Regions from separate parts of the Sus scrofa genome. Here region 2 is linked to region 1. The links are chromatin contacts, called in public Hi-C maps. All regions are on one chromosome and are shown on one strand. Each heading gives the region's core, a stretch centred on a gene start, on an enhancer-like site or on the middle of the called end of the contact. The rest is flanking DNA. Distances are from core to core; before and after follow the strand shown.

What was found. A called contact is a pair of places that touch in the nucleus more often than the background predicts.
Region 2: a contact with region 1 is called in a Hi-C map of heart right ventricle, with 6 times the contacts expected there. The contact joins two enhancer-like sites. A contact is called at or near these places in 1 of 47 Hi-C or Micro-C datasets (heart right ventricle) and 1 of 2 datasets of contacts at active chromatin or transcription factors (skeletal muscle).

Annotation. Positions count from the first base shown.
Region 1 is chr10:7,296,440-7,299,847 of Sscrofa11.1, forward strand. All of the region lies in intron 2 of ESRRG (estrogen-related receptor gamma), which reads right to left. Among named protein-coding and RNA genes, the nearest start is that of ESRRG, 73 kb to the right of the region's middle. Within about 2 kb of position 1,577, at least 1 of the 83 cell types and tissues checked has an H3K27ac peak or open chromatin away from gene starts, as enhancers often do.
Region 2 is chr10:7,511,500-7,515,081 of Sscrofa11.1, forward strand. No RefSeq gene overlaps it. Among named protein-coding and RNA genes, the nearest start is that of ESRRG, 140 kb to the left of the region's middle. Within about 2 kb of position 2,197, at least 2 of the 83 cell types and tissues checked have an H3K27ac peak or open chromatin away from gene starts, as enhancers often do.

The sequences.
Region 1 (3,408 bases), core at 327-2,826:
GTTGAGGATGGCTATTGGAGAGGAAAAGACAGGCGTGGAACCAGGTGAAGAACTGGCAAGCAGTGTGTTATAAAACCTTTTCCTTTTCCTCCCACTAGAAGCTAATATAAACCTGCTTTATGATGGCAATCCTAGTTTCCCAGAGAAGCACTTTGGCAACAACAGCACCGTAGAATGAAAGCTTGAGCAACTGGGGGCATTGAGAACAATAAAGCCTTCTTTCCAAATGTATTGTTGTCCCTGCAGCCATTGCTCTGTTCCTTACACTTCCTGCCAGAAGCTCACCTTGTTCCGACCGACTTGAGCCCGGAAGTGTCTGAGTACTGAAGGGCACAGGCGTGGTACATCCTCAGTGGAGCTGCATTAAGGATTAACTGAATCCTTGGATAGCCAGAACTGGCAGTTCCTGGTGTGCAGTAAGCTCTACATAAGTACCTGATACACAGTAAACTCTACATAAGTCATTGCAATTGATATTGTTGGGATGGTGGCTGCCCTATGTAGCTCAATGGCCACCACATGCATATTCTACTCCCATTATTTTTTACAGCAAATATATGACTCGTTAAATATATGACTTGTTTGTCTTTTTCACCTTTATTCCACATCCCATGGGGAAAATTCTAACCAGGAAATCATCCACGTTTTTTTTTTTTAAATCTGAAGATATTTAAGCTACCTACTTTCTCCCTTACCTTTTAAATCTTGGAAGCGCAAAGCTTCTCCATCGCAACAGGGTTGACATTGTGGGTTGGATAATTCCTTATTGTGGAGGGGCTGCTGTGTACATTGTATGTTTAGCAGCATCAGCAGTGTCTACTCACGAGATCCCAATAGCATCCTCTTCCCAGTTGTAAGCATCAAAAATGTCTTCAAACATAATCCCTTAGGGGGCAAAAGTGCCCCAAGCTGAGAACCATTGGTCTAGCGCCATTTTGAAACAGGCACAAGTTCTCTAAAATACGTCTCAAACATAAAATGCTGCGGGCCCTGCTGGGGATTTCACTCATGCTACAAATAGCATTTTACTAGCAGTGAACTGAAACCCAAAGCCTGATGGGGATGGTGAAATGCTGAGCACTAACAAGCTATGGTGAGCCAAACAGTCCAAACTTCTTCACATATGCAAACTCAACATTTAATTTTCTGCAAGATTACCCACAATAATTACAAAGTTTCTATAACACAGCTTTAAAAGCTTGAAACTCTGAGATCCATAGGAATTGATCTTTTATCTTTTACCTTGGCTGTGTACTGTGTCTGTGTAACACAGCAAATGAATGTAAGCAATATTTTCCTCTAATTTCTAGGAGTATTAAAGTGAAACTTTACTCAAATTGATTATTAAATAATCCAACGGAGAGAAATACAGAGTAAAGCTCTAGCATGCACACAACATTTTCACATTAAGCATGCATCCTTCAGCTGAAAATATCTGTTGTCCATGTGATGATCAGAGTTTGACATTCTAAAAATAATGTTGAAACATTAGCTGGCCGCTGCAACTGGTTAAAGATGGTTTGAGGACAAAAAGCTGACACGTATAGGGCACCAGTGTGTTCACTCTGCCAGTCACATACTGTACTTTGGAAGCCTCAGCAATAGCTTGAATGAACTTCCCAGCAGGAATCTATGGTCCATGCGGACTGATGCCAGATCAACTTGTAGATTTCAGAGCCATTATCAAATACATAATTTCTCTGTCATAGTCTTAGAATTAAGCCAAACCAAGGACGTCACCCTCTTACCCAGAAACGAGTGAGGATTGTATCTACCTGACATTAGCAAAACAAAGCTTGGATGAGAACACAGCACAAATTCTTTCCACCTTCTCCTGGTCACACGACTTAGGAGGTTTCGTTCCAGAGGGAAAAAAAAGAAACCCCTCTTTTAACTAAGTATCCGACCAACACAGCTTTATCCACCTTCTACTATTCACATAACTTAGAAAGTTTCATTCCAAATGGGGAAAAAAAAAACCAAAAAACAAAAAACCCTACTTTAAGGTATCAGACCAATGCAGTTTTATCCCAAGGATATTAATTGCTTTGATGAAGGAATGTTGCACCGTCCAGCCACTCTCTGGACCATTTTTAGTTATCCCTTCGTGTCTAAGATGATATTACTGACAGGGATCATGCTTCTATTACATGGCAAAGTGCGTGGGACAACAGATAACCAGGAACAAAGTTTGTAGGTACATGGTCATTTCTCTTTTGCTTCGAGCTGCTGCAGCTCCATCTTCTGAGAACTAGAGAATGTCCTTCCACTCCACCGCCTGACCTAAGTGAGGAAAGGGACTGGGGCGGGGGATGGAATTCACCTGCCCTCTGTGTGGGTCCCCCAGGGGCACCTCCTATCCCTGACCTCTGACCTCCATTTTTGGTTGAGGGCAAAGTTAGAATCTTTGCACCATCCTGTAGCCACAGACATGGCACACACACACGCACACACAAAGACATGACAAGTTGTTTCTTCTAATATTCTCAGGGCTATTTTTATCCCCTTCCTAGAGTTCTTGCCATTTGGTCTTCAGTCCTACCCTATACAAACCTTCTTCCACAACCAGGATCTCTTAGAAGCAGTATCAATTCAGATCTAGCTATCAGGAGACTCCATCTAGACTCTCCTGCACACTTGTTAACAAGCAGTGTTACTCTGAACAAGCCACTTCATTCACCTTGCTAAGTTAATTCAGCTATAAAAAGGAAATAATTTGTGACTTCATAAACTTTTCACTATACAAATATCATGCATTATTAGAAGAAACACTTAAATCTGGAGAAACAGTGGAAGGGAGTCATTCTGCATCGATTTCAGTGGACACGGTAAGAAAACGATTACTTATCAACAAATTCTCAAGCAGCCCTTCTCCCAGTTGGTCAGGTGGCTCCATGACCTTCTCAAGGAAAAGGAGAAAAGGCATCCCTTTCACCCCTCTGAGTCCCTGCTCACCATCTCCATCATTTAAATACAGAAAAGGGGTAACTGGGCAGTTACGGTTTTTCCCCCCAAGAAAGACCTTGGGGTCTTTTGCCCAGTGGCCTAACTTTAGGGAATTTGCTTAAACTGATTCAGAAGATGGTATGACACTGGCACTGACCTTGGAAACTCTGAAGATCTCCCCTTCCCTCTTTTCTGCGCTGCCTGGGGCTGCATTTCACTTCTGACACAACGGGTTGGTACCTCGCTCTTTTTCTGGTCCCCTGTACTTAGCGAACCCTACGTCTTCAAAACAAACACGCAGAGCAGGAAGTACCTCTTGGGAGGGAACTCTGTCTGCTTTGCAGAGAGCCTGGTGGGCAGACCTTGGGAGCAGCAAGCCACTGTCTGAGGAAGACACCATAGCATCTGCTGGACCCCAGAGGCTAAAGCACAGGAAGACATAGGATTCTCGCCTGTGCCCAG
Region 2 (3,582 bases), core at 947-3,446, 220 kb after region 1:
ACATATTGGGCGGCTTCTGGCAGATGCTTCTCAGAGGAAAGTGGGAAGGGTGGCAGGCAAATACTTCCTTTTTCCGATGGGGTGCCTTGAAGAGAGAGAGAGAGAGAGAATCTCAAATGAAAAAATAAAACAAAACGGGCTAGAGTGGGCTTTTTTTTTTTTAATTCTAGAAGGTGGCAAGATGGGCCAAAGTTTACAAACTCCAGCTCAAGAAGCAATGTATCCTGGGAGAATCTTGGCTCTGTCTCTTCCAAGATGTGTTGAGCTAGACAGCAGATTCAAGCTCTGGGGGCTTCGGTTCTTCATCTGTATAATGTGAATAACATTCGTAGTAAAGCACTTCATAAATATCAGTTATGAAAACAAAGAGAAAATCCAGAAAAGTCGATTGTTCTCTCACACCCCCCTTCCTTACCTTTCAAGTTCCGGAGATTGTCCAGCTATTTCTTGGGGTTGGGAAAGGTTATCGTAAAGATCTTCATCAAAAAGAAGAGAAAATGCCACAGCGAAATCAAGCAGACTACAGCAGAGCACTAACTAAATGGAAAGGAAACCTTATAGAAATAGTTCTAAATCACAGACTGAATATTTGGGGGGAAATGCCCTTCCTGTTTAGACTCATCTGCAGAAAGAAAAGATGCTTCTTTTTTTGAATTGAAGTATAGTTAACTTACAATGCTGTGTTAGTTTCAAGTGTACAGTTATATATCTATTCTTTTTTCAAATTCTTTTCCATTAGAAGTTATTACAAGATATTAAATCTAGTTCCCTGTGCTATACAGTAGTTGCTTGTTGCTTCCCTATTTTATATGTAGCACTGTGTGTATGTTAATCCCCAACTCCTAATTTATTACCTCTTTCCCCCTTTGGTAACCATATGTTTGATGTCTATGTCTGTGCATCTATTTCTGTTTTGTAAATAAGTTCACTTGTATCACTTTTTTAGATTCCACATGTAAGTGATATCATATGGCATTTGTCTTTGTCTGATTTACATCTCTTAATGTGATAATCTCTAGGTCCATCCATGTTGCTGCAAATGGCATTGTTTAAGTCTTTTTTATGGCTGAGTAATATTCCATTGTATATATGTACCACATCTTCCTTATCCAATCCTCTGTTGATGGACATTTAGATTGTTTCCATGTCTTGGCTATTGTGTATAGTGCTGTAATAAACACTGGAGCGCGTGTATCTTTTCAAATTACGGTTTTCTCTGGATAGATGCCCAGGAGTGGGATTGCTGGATTATATGGTAGTTCTATTTTTAGTTTTTTAAGGAACCACCATACTGATTTCCATTGTGGCTGCACCACTTTCCATTCCCACCAACAGTGTAGTGGGGTTCCCTTCTCTCCACACCCTCTCTAGAATTTATTATTTGTAGATTTTGAGGATAGCCACTCACTGGTGTGAGGTGATACCTCATTGTAGTTTTCTTAAAAAACAGTGATAATGGCATCCCTACTCAAAGCAACAAACACTTACCTTGGAGCTGACAAGGGACACACTGGTACTTTTTTTTTCTTTCCTTATACCCACACCCATGGCATGTGGAAATTCCGAGGCCAGGAATTGAATCTGAGCTGCAGCAACGCTGGATCCTTTAACCCACTGCACTAGGCGGGGGATTGAACCCACGCTTCTGCAGCAACCCAAGTCGCTACAGTTGGATGCTTAACCCACTGCACCACAGGGGGGACTCCTGATCCTTTATTAAACATGCCAAGCTTTGCATCTGGTCTCCAGGAGCTGGGAGGGACTGCGATAACACTGTGACAGCATGTGGCTTTGTGCAGAGCTAGGAGTTGTGGCCAAGGTCATCTGACTCATTTTATGTGAGAACTTTTCTATCCATCAGGAATGACTGGCTGACGCCCCAATGAAAATTACTAAAGCATAGTTATAGCTCAATAAGTACAGTTGCTATTCTTGGTATTATGCTAATGAATATTTTTAAAAGATTAAAGGCTTATTCTACAGGTCACACAACAGGTAAAAGATGGGGTCAATATTAGAACAAAGCCTGCCTGCCCTCTAAACCTAGGTGCTTTGAACTGCATGTTCTGTAGAGCAAATTCAACTTCTTAATATGGGACTGGAGCCAAAAACACTAGTTAGGTGAAGGACTAATTTGGAATATAGGTATCAGCACTGGAGAATATTTTTAAAAAAATGAATCAGGCTTAGATCTTTGGCGTTCCCATCAGTCAGAGTCAGCCAACGCACTGTTTCCAAGTGAGGTTTGCCAATAGAATAGATAAGACTCATTTTCAGTTAGCACATTAATTGTTGGTATGCGGTATTTTTTTTCATGTTAGAGAAAAACATGTATTGAATTTCATCATTTATATTCACTGTGTTGTAACCAAATTAACCTTGCCATAAATTTTGACATTTAAAAACAGAGGACAACCTGATTTTTCAACTCTCTTGCTTACATGTCCCTTTCAGTTCACGGGCAGGGCTCATAATTCGGAGCCACTGTGCATTAACCCTCTCATACTGTACTTACTAAGAACCAAATTCAGAAGGTAGAAAAATGCCAATATAAATCAATTCCCCCAAACTGCCCAGGGGTGTGTTGTCACTATTTTTTTTTTCTAATTTTATCCTTATGGCACATTCTTCTGCTAAAATATTTTTTAAAATAATTTATTCCCATTGATTGACAAATCAATCCCATGATATTGAGTTTATAGTAGGTATTAGCTTCTGAGCAAACTTTGCTGGTAAGATAGTCCAAAGTTAAATAAGGCTTAGGCTGGCCTCCCTAAGTTTTTAATTTAACTTAAGTCTGTATTTTAAGGCCCTTCAAAAGAATTATAAATATAGAATGTGAGCTGAATAATTCCACAAGTTACCATTAAACAACTTTGCATCCCTGGTGGACAAAGTATAAATAACCTCACCGTCTACTACCTCTTCCTTTGGCCCAAACACTGGAACTTCATCCAGGCACAGAACAGTGTAACTGGGAGATGAAGATTTTTTTTTCTAAGCAGAAAGCATACCGTCGAGAATATGAATCACTAAGGATGACATTAAATCTTGCAAAGAGATAATATATGTCTCTGTGGTGGCTCAGGAGACTAACAATAAATGTTAAATATTAATAAGATTGTGGAAATCCTCCTGGATCCTGTGATAAAGTAGCACCAGAAAAAGGGGAAAGACAGGGAAAAAAAAAAAGAAAAAACAAAAAAGCGGGACCTGGGGAGTGGTCCTTCTTGCAGTTCAGTGTATGTTTTATGTGGAGGGAAGAAGTAAATAAAGAGAAATGTTTTCCCACAGGGAAAAGACAGCACTCGGAGTGTATAAAATGTAGAAAATAGATACTGTTCTTCATAGAAAGGCGCTGGACCCGCTTCTTGTGCACTAAGATGCAAAGAAAAGTCGGCCACGTTCTGAGCGTGAGTCCATTCGCTTCGGAGTTCTGTTCTCTCAGTTCTTGCGCTGACTTTGGTCCCTAGGCATGGCGGAAACCGTGGTCCTGACAGCGGATGCACCTGTCAACCCATCGCTCCGAGAGCGAGGGCCCGGACCCAGCGTTAGCCCGTGGCACCTCCTCCAAGTCTGAGG